Regions from separate parts of the Mus musculus genome. Here all the other regions are linked to region 3. The links are chromatin contacts, called in public Hi-C and targeted proximity ligation maps. All regions are on one chromosome and are shown on one strand. The core of a region is the stretch at or near the end of the contact, and the rest is flanking DNA. Distances in the headings are between cores, read along the strand shown. Region 1 has its middle 160 kb from the start of Gm35866. Region 2 overlaps Glis3 (GLIS family zinc finger 3). Region 3 overlaps Glis3 (GLIS family zinc finger 3).

What was found. A called contact is a pair of places that touch in the nucleus more often than the background predicts.
Region 1: a Hi-C map of muscle stem cells shows a contact between it and region 3, with 5 times the contacts expected there. A contact is called at or near these places in 3 of 484 Hi-C or Micro-C datasets (muscle stem cells and uterus) and 5 of 130 datasets of targeted methods (the NIH/3T3 cell line, embryonic basal ganglia, embryonic fibroblasts and 2 more).
Region 2: a contact with region 3 is called in a targeted proximity ligation map of the NIH/3T3 cell line, with 7 times the contacts expected there. A contact is called at or near these places in 9 of 484 Hi-C or Micro-C datasets (the MC38 cell line, adipose-derived mesenchymal stem cells, cerebral cortex and 3 more) and 5 of 130 datasets of targeted methods (the NIH/3T3 cell line, a colorectal cancer cell line, embryonic fibroblasts and 1 more).

What each region holds. Positions count from the first base shown.
Region 1 is chr19:28,202,389-28,205,187 of GRCm38.p6, forward strand. No RefSeq gene overlaps it. Among named protein-coding and RNA genes, the nearest start is that of Gm35866, 160 kb to the right of the region's middle.
Region 2 is chr19:28,283,033-28,285,732 of GRCm38.p6, forward strand. Glis3 (GLIS family zinc finger 3) reads right to left here. Exons shown (of 11, transcript NM_175459.6): 9 at 620-795. Among named protein-coding and RNA genes, the nearest start is that of Gm35866, 80 kb to the right of the region's middle.
Region 3 is chr19:28,622,631-28,625,355 of GRCm38.p6, forward strand. The region is part of intron 2 of Glis3 (GLIS family zinc finger 3); the gene reads right to left. Among named protein-coding and RNA genes, the nearest start is that of D930032P07Rik, 54 kb to the right of the region's middle.

The DNA of each region.
Region 1 (2,799 bases), core at 278-2,777, 420 kb before region 3:
GTGTATGTGTGTGTATGTGTGTGTGTGTGTGTATGTGTGTGTATGTGTGTGTGTGTGTGTATGTGTGTGTATTCAACTGTGTGATAAAATGCTGCAGAAAGGTTACTTGGCAAATTTAACACCAACAGAATATTGCAAAGACTCAGGAGTTAAATCGGTTAGTGTTTTTAAAAAGGCATTTAAGACAAATATGAAACATGTGCTTGCTCATTTGCTATTGGTAGTGGGATACCTCCTTCAGGTTGAGCTTGATGCCCACAAGATCAATTTCAGCAGCTCAACCTCACAGACAAGGTCATAGACGTGGACTCCACCCACAAATAGTTTGCAGCAGTGTGTGTCAACCTATAAAAATGGTCATCATTAGAAACCTCATTTTCAATCTAGAGAAAGTTAGGTAAGTCCTAATATATGTTTAAAAAACCCCAATAATCACTAAATACCATATTTCCTAGAATGAACAATGTTTCATGGAGGGTGTGAGCACAATCTTGGTCATCATGTGGTAGTCACCTCAAAATCCCCTGACAGGTTTTACCCAGCTCATTGTTCTCCACCCACCCAGTTCTAACATGAAATGCCTTGAGATTCTCACATTACTGGCTCTCTTTAGGGTAGGTGCAATAGGATCCGAGTCCCATTGTCAAACACACCACACACAGGTCCTCCAGATGAGTAGTGTAAGTGCACACTACTATATGGTTTTATTTATCAATTCAGCTACATGACTTGCTCACTGAGAAAACAAGTGCAGCCAGCCCTCTATATCTTCAATTCCAGATCTGCAAATTCAGCCCACTGTGGATAGAATTACTGGTTTGTTTGTTTTTTATATTTGCATCTGCACTGAAGTGTACAAACTTGTCATCATTTCCAATATTATAGCATGAGAACTCTTCCTATAGCATTGACATTGGAAGAGACATTCAAGAAATGTAGAGGTAATAGAAAGCATACAGGAGGATGTGTATAGGTTGCATGCAAATACCATACCCCCTCACATAAGGGATGAGAACACCCTGGTATCTTGTTACCCTAAGCCAAATCTCCCATGAACATCTAGGGATGACAATTTTTCTGACAGCTAACTCAGTACCAATCTCAATTCTTAGTGCCTTCACCCATTGCAAGAAAAACTCAATGACATAGTTTTACTAGGGATGAACAATGAGTAAAGAGAGCACACAAAAGATTCAGAGCTAGAGACCTTATCAGAGAAGATGCGACAGAGCATTGTGTATGTGCCTGGCTAGTCTCATTAGGAAGTGAAGGGAGACAGCTGTGGGACTGGGGCAGAGACAAATATGAGCTCATTTTGGTTTGGCAAAGAGTTATGTCTGGTGAGATTATTTAAATCGTAATGATACAATTATGTGAGCATTTATTATGTGCCTGATAGATGTTACCATAGTAGAGATTTCTTTTATCACTGGATTTTCCCTTGTGTGATGGGTATTGTAACAACTCATTCTTTCAATGGGAAATTAGAGTCTTAGACAGGATGTGATTCACCGTAGTCTAGGAGGCTGATAGATGGCAGTGTTGGGAATAGAATACGACTCTGCCTTTAGAGGCTGGGCTCTCTTCAATCTACAGCTCCATCCTCACAATAGCATGAGAAACAGATTAGTTAATTAAAATATGTCTTTACCTAAATGTTAGCCATCTAAAAAAAATGCTTACATGATAGTGAGAACATACTGGGATGGGGGGAGTCTCTCCTAGTGGCACCCTCATGAGTTTTGTTTTCTGAAGAAAACTAAGGAGACACACTAACTGGTTACTCAACACATGTTTGGGGAATGAATAGCTCTGTAATTAAGTAGTTGGAAGTCATGCAACTTTATAACACGTAAAACACAAGAAGATGTCTCAATTCCTTTCCGAGAGTCATTTCCCATTAAATTCTAATTTTCCACTTGATGAGCTGCAGACCCTCCCAATATCAACAGAGATTAGGCAGCATGTCTGTGCCAGGCTAAGCTTTTCCTTTGCTCGCTGTTGAGCAGCAAACTATAACACATTGCAGATGAACCGACTACCTAAATGAGTTAACTTCGCTAGGTGACCTTCTGGCTTCCATGGCTTGCCACATTCTCTGGAAATTTAAAACAGGGCAGAGCAGATGACCCACACATTTCAGGAAGTCCTTTCCCCTTTCTTGGAACAACTCAATAGGGTTAGTTCTCATGGATGGCCCGATCTTCTTCATGACACATGGTCAGGCCAGGAGCCATGAAGAATTGGTAGGTCTATAGGCAAGTGTTTGTGCTGCCCTCCAGGAAACCAAAATTCACAAGGACCCCTCCCCCAACCCACATATAGCAGGAACAGAAAAAAAAAATAAAAAAGATGTCTAGACTGGTTGCTCCTGCAGATGTGGCTGTTCCTAACGCCTCTGTTTGTTTCCAGGATATGTCTGATGTAACTCAGGATTAAATGTCAATCCAGTGAAAAAGCAACAGGATACAGGAAGGGAGGGAAGGAGGGAGAGAGGGTGGGACAGAAACACAGAGGAAAACAGTAAAAGCGTTCCCAAACAAAAGCTAACTAAGTCCCATATCTCGCTTACTTTTCTATTGCTGTGAAGAAACTCAGCAATAGGGTAGAGTTCATGACCATCATGGCAGGGAACATGGCAGGAGGCAGGCAGGTACAGCACTGGAGCAGTAACTGAGAGCTTAGCTCTGTCCTACAGGCGGCAGGCAGAGAAAAGGAGAAATTGGTTTGCTTTTATAACTTTAGAATCTCAACCCCATCCCTGCTCTGTGAAGTGACACACATCCTCCCACAAGGCCA
Region 2 (2,700 bases), core at 164-2,663, 340 kb before region 3:
TTTCCTCATGTTCTTTCCTTTCTGTATGAATATGCATAGTCATTCTGAGACATGAAGAAATGTGTCGAGTTCCCTAAAAGATATGATGACGGGTCAGACAACTCTGGCCTCAGAAGCAAGACTGTACTAGTAAAGATGATATGTTTTACTCAAATGAGCTACAAGATGGAGAGAATGAAAGAAAGTTCTAGCAAAGAAATAAAACCAAGATGGGATATATAGATGGGACACATGAAGTTTGGGGGAGACCAGGGAGGTGTCACACAGGGGAACCAGGGAAGGCTTTGGCTTGGCTCATGGGAAGGAGCCAGCCAACATGGACAGTGATGTTCCCGGGGCTTCCTTCTGCACAGTCTCCTGATCACTCAGGAGCAGGGTGCTATTGCTAGAGACTTCTCTTGAAGTGTCACAACACTGGGAACACCAATGATTTCCTTGGGCTGGCAACTATAGGTCAGGTCATCTGAGGAAAATACTAAAGCATTTCATGCTGTCTACATCATAAGTTTGATTTAAAACAGAACATCTGAGACCCACATCTGGTCCTTAGGCCACCTGGCTAAAGGCAACAGCAAAACACTGCCTTTCTAAACTCCAAGGACCACCAGCTCCTGCTTACCGTGGACATGGATACCATTTGGCTGAAAAGAAGAGTTGGTTTCTGGCTGGTAGGGCTTCAGGAGTGAGCCTGGTGGCTGCTGGGAGTGGGGAGCCTGTGCTCTCTGGAGCAGTGACGGAGGAGCTGGAACTCTTCCCGGGCTGATGTGGTGAGGAGATGGAGTCGGAGGTGCAAACCTGGGAAAACGATGACAACAGGCAGCATGACCAACTCTTCAAAGCCTTCTAAGTCCCCGTTCTGGCCCTATACAACTATGACACTATGCTCTTTCAAAACCCTTCATAACCCTCCCCTCTCCTGTCCAACCACTGAGTGCTTCTCTGACACATGGGGGGTGGGGTGAGGAGGGGAAAGACACCAACAAAGCAAACCTTAGTCACAGTTTGGGTTTGTCAAGCTTCTTAAACTGCATTTCAAATCCTCTGGGTTTTATGAAATTCAAAGCACATCTTTTGCCAGGCCCTTTTCCTGCTAATTTTAAAACCCGTTCACATTTTAGGGGAAATTCGATTCATATGTTTCTGACTCATTTACACTTAGCTCATAAACATTTTGTTTTGTAAGGCACATCTGAGGTCCAAGAAGTGTTACGGGTCCTTTATTATGACCCCCCTCTAACCAGAGTCTCCTTAAACAATACATTCTGTCTTGCCAAGAGTAAAATAACTCAAACCCCAAAGGTCAAATGTGCCTTGAAACACAGAACCTGAGAGGTCGGCTTGGGTTCTGTGCTGGGCAAAGAGCATTCCTGATGGCGTAGAGGGAATGCACTGTGGCATTTTTGTAGTAATGTGTAACAATCCCAAGATTGTTGGGTCTTTGGTTTTTTTTGTTGAACACAACGCCTTGCATACACTAGGCAAGCACTCCACTATTGAGTGCTATCCCCAGCCGCAACCTCAGAGTACTGGTTTTTGAAAGGAGATATACTGGTATTTAAACAAAGAGAAATCACCAAGGAACCCTGGGCAACTGTATATTCATTTTCTTGTTGTGAGGGAAGACTAGCAGGTTCTGAGTCATGAGATTTAGAATGGCATTTACTGTCTAACACTGGTGAAGGACAGTAGACTTGAGAGAACAAACAGCCTTGCAGGTGGGGATGTCCATACAGAAACAAACAGGATGTTTAATTTGTTGGTTCAGCGTGGGACAGTGATACCCACGGTAGAGAAAGAAGGGAGGGTCTTTCAATACCTTGAGAATAAACAGCAAAGTAATTCTGCATAAAAGCATACTAGCAATGAAGTATGCAACCTCTCTGAAGTTCATCAACATGAACACATTTAGTTAGTTCCTGTTTATCCCGTGCAGAAGGAAAGCTTCATTTTGTACTAGGTTATCAACGGTGGCATAACTTATTTTATAGGGACAACTGACTCCACAAGGCTGGTCTCTCGTGTAAGGACACAGCTGAGAAAAGGGGAAGGTGCATTGGACACATTTACAAAGTTAATTCTAAAGGCCCTGAAGCAATGTATCTTATAAAGAAGAGCTTCAACATTTATGTTAAGGGAGTACGAGAGGATGGGAGAAAATGCCATGTTCACTTTGCATTTCACTTGTGAAGTATAAGGAGCTGCACGGGAACTAAGAGGAAGATGGGGACTCAAAGCCAACAGGTCAGAGTATCTCAGCAAACCTGATGTGATTGGATGCTATCGACTGGCCACTTAGATTTTTATTCTATGGAACTTCGGAGGGCAGCAGCTGCGTGTCCTGTGCTGGTTAAATACGCACTTTTCTAAGCACATCCTCTGAACTGGGATTATCCTGAAAGGCGATGCTGAGTGGCCCACAGAGAAAGCACAGCAAACAAATCCTGGCACTTCCCTGAGAACATCTAGTAAAACACATGAGCCAGGATTCCCCATATGGAGGCGATTTTCTGGGGGACATGTCCTTATTGTGTCTCCACAGTAGCTCTGAGCTTGTGGGAGAGGAATGAGAAATTGTGAAGTCATCGAGTTGGGAGAGATGGGAGTCCACACTGGCACCCAACCCTAGAAGGCTCTGTCCTTATGGTCCTCCAGGTTGGAGGGAGAAGGGATTTGAACAGCAAGGTGACCTACATCATTATC
Region 3 (2,725 bases), core at 46-2,545:
GCAGGGACCAGCTTATTACGTCCACGTTGGGGTACCAAGACCCAAAACTTGTACCCATTTTTAACAAGTAATTTAACTGAAATGGATGCATGTCTTCTGACTCTTGTTGTGTCTAATACAATCCACTGCCCCACGTTAAAAGTCCCTCAAGCACACAAAATGATATCACACATGGCTCCCACCTCTCTCCAGAGAGACCTTTGGGAGCCATCTTCTCTGGCTCTTGGCCACCTGTTTATTCTAAGGTACTGATGAAGAATATATATTGAATCAGTCTTGAACACATCACAGGAACTTCTCGAGCACCTGTTACAACAGAAGCCACTTTCTATGAGCGTGAACAAGCAAGTGTACAACAGAAGAAGCAAGCCACAAGAACTCCCACAGGCTTCCTTGTGAATGCTTAGAAATTCCATCTTTTCCTAAAAAGAAAGGTTCGGTGTTATTTAAATTGGCTTAAAATATGGATGCTTTTCTACGTTGTCTCATTCTGGGTGCTAGTGATACTTAATGAGAGGGGCAGAGCAGGCAGTCTAATTATGAATGCTGGAAGTCTTATGTGTGAAGATCTGCACTCTGCAGATTTCTGAGCCATTGCTGTAGGCTTTCCGATAGCTTCCACAGTGAAAAAGGAAACAAACAAACAGCAAATAATATGGGGAGGGCAGCATCACATTCAATAGCTTTCTACACTTCCACAGACAAAAAAACCAAAAACCAAAAAACAAAAACAAAAACAAAAACACCCACAGCACAGTAAACTCTAAACTCACAATTAGAAATGTGTGGCAAGTGCCAACTGGTAGTTATATTGGGACCAGGCTCTGTGCTGCTCCCCAGCACTGGCTCCCAGCAAGCTGCTTCCCCTCAGATCCACACACTCAGCAAGTAGCCCCGGGCTTCTGCTCAGTATCTCTAAGGTGTCCTGATGTGGGAAACAATACTGAAAAGGGGTTCTGGTTTCTAAATCTAATGGTATGTATGCCTTCAGCCATAATTAAAATAAAGGGAAAAAACCCACAAACTCTCAAATAGGGAATTTAAACAAAAATTATAATTTTTCTTCTGGCAATCCCACCAGTAAAAGCCTGGAAAACTGCCTGCCTTCACCGCCGCCCCCCCCCCCCCCCCAGGATCCTTGTAGGATACTGTCCTCCATGTGTTGTTCTTGATGAGAACTGCCTGGGAAAACTCACCGTCTCGCTGCAGTTTTGCTGGACTAGCTAACTTCATGGGGACCATGACTCACATGGCCGACGTTCTCCTGCCTCATGGCTGTGGATCCAGCAAGGCTTGCAGCCAAAGCTCTGACTCAGCGCTAACACAAGAAACGGGGTCACAACAAGATGCACCCTGAGTCCTAACCTCACCCCTTATCTCACCCTGCTTTCTCTCAGCCCACGTTCTTATTACCTGTTTGATTTTTCATCATTTATTCTCTTTCTGAATCTACTGTTTAACCCTTTTATAAACAAAAACAGGACTCCACGCTGCTTTCCTTTGTTGACATTAACATCAAGCAGCAAAATTCAACTTTAACAACTTGCAGTTTCAACTCTGTCACTATAACTGACACACAAAAGCATCTAGTACCCGTTTAATATTCCCACATACAGAATTCTAGCCAAAATTCAGATCAAAAATGTCATTTTGAGCATCACTGTTACTACGACGTCTTTTAACCCTAGCACTCACATGACTCTGCATAGCATCCTTCTGGCTTTCAGATTTGGTAATCACAGTTGATTTTTCTCAGCAGCCGTAAGAGATAATTACAGCAGGCATCACCATGGCTACCTTCTTCGGCACAGAGGAGAAAAACAAGGCTCAGTTAGGTTAAAAGTACCTTGCCCACAAGGCTAAGTTATTAAGTTATTCAGGCAAGATGGAGGGCGGGGAAAGTCCTTCAAATCTAGCATGTCTCCCACAACTACTAAAAGTGATCTCACAGAGCATATCCTTTGAAATCCTGGCCTAGAACCAATGACTCAAATGTTTCATTCACTTGACTTTCTAAATAATATCATCCAGCTAGTCAAAAGTGTTAACAATTACTGTTTGGTCATGGAACCTCTACACCATGAGAACTAGACAGCCAGGACACTGGAAAATTTTTTAGTCATTAGAACATGCATGAGTAATTTATTTCCCCCCATTGGAATCCAGTGATGGAGCTGAGAAAACTCGTTCCTGCACAAACAAAGAGCATGGGCACTTTAATGTGGTCCTCTAGAGTGGTCACCCAGAGCAAACCTGCCTTTTGAGTCACTGGCTCTAGTGAGGTCATTTGGTAGGAGAGAATGAAATTCACAAGGCAGGCTCAAGAGAAGACTTAACTCCTCATTCGTGATGAACTCATAGCACTTCAACCACATCTAAGGGAAAGAAATATGAAGCTCAAATCACATTAATTTTCAAGTCATTGACATTGCTAATATATGAAAGGGAGAAATGTTCACAATTTGAACCCTTGAGACCTTGAGTAAACCGGTCTATTCATTTTCCGAGTCAGCAATGGGGGGGGGGGGGTGAGAGGCTGCGTGCGCCATTTCTTTGAGTTTTAATTTCTTTGGGATAAAACAAGGAAGAGGGTCTGAGAAAAGCCACAAATCCCCCACCTCAACACCCTATGGCTGCAAGAGTCTTTGCTAGTGTCACCTACCTTGGATCATCCTTTCAATGTCGTCTAGCAACTCAAAACATGTACTATGTAGATATTAGGTTT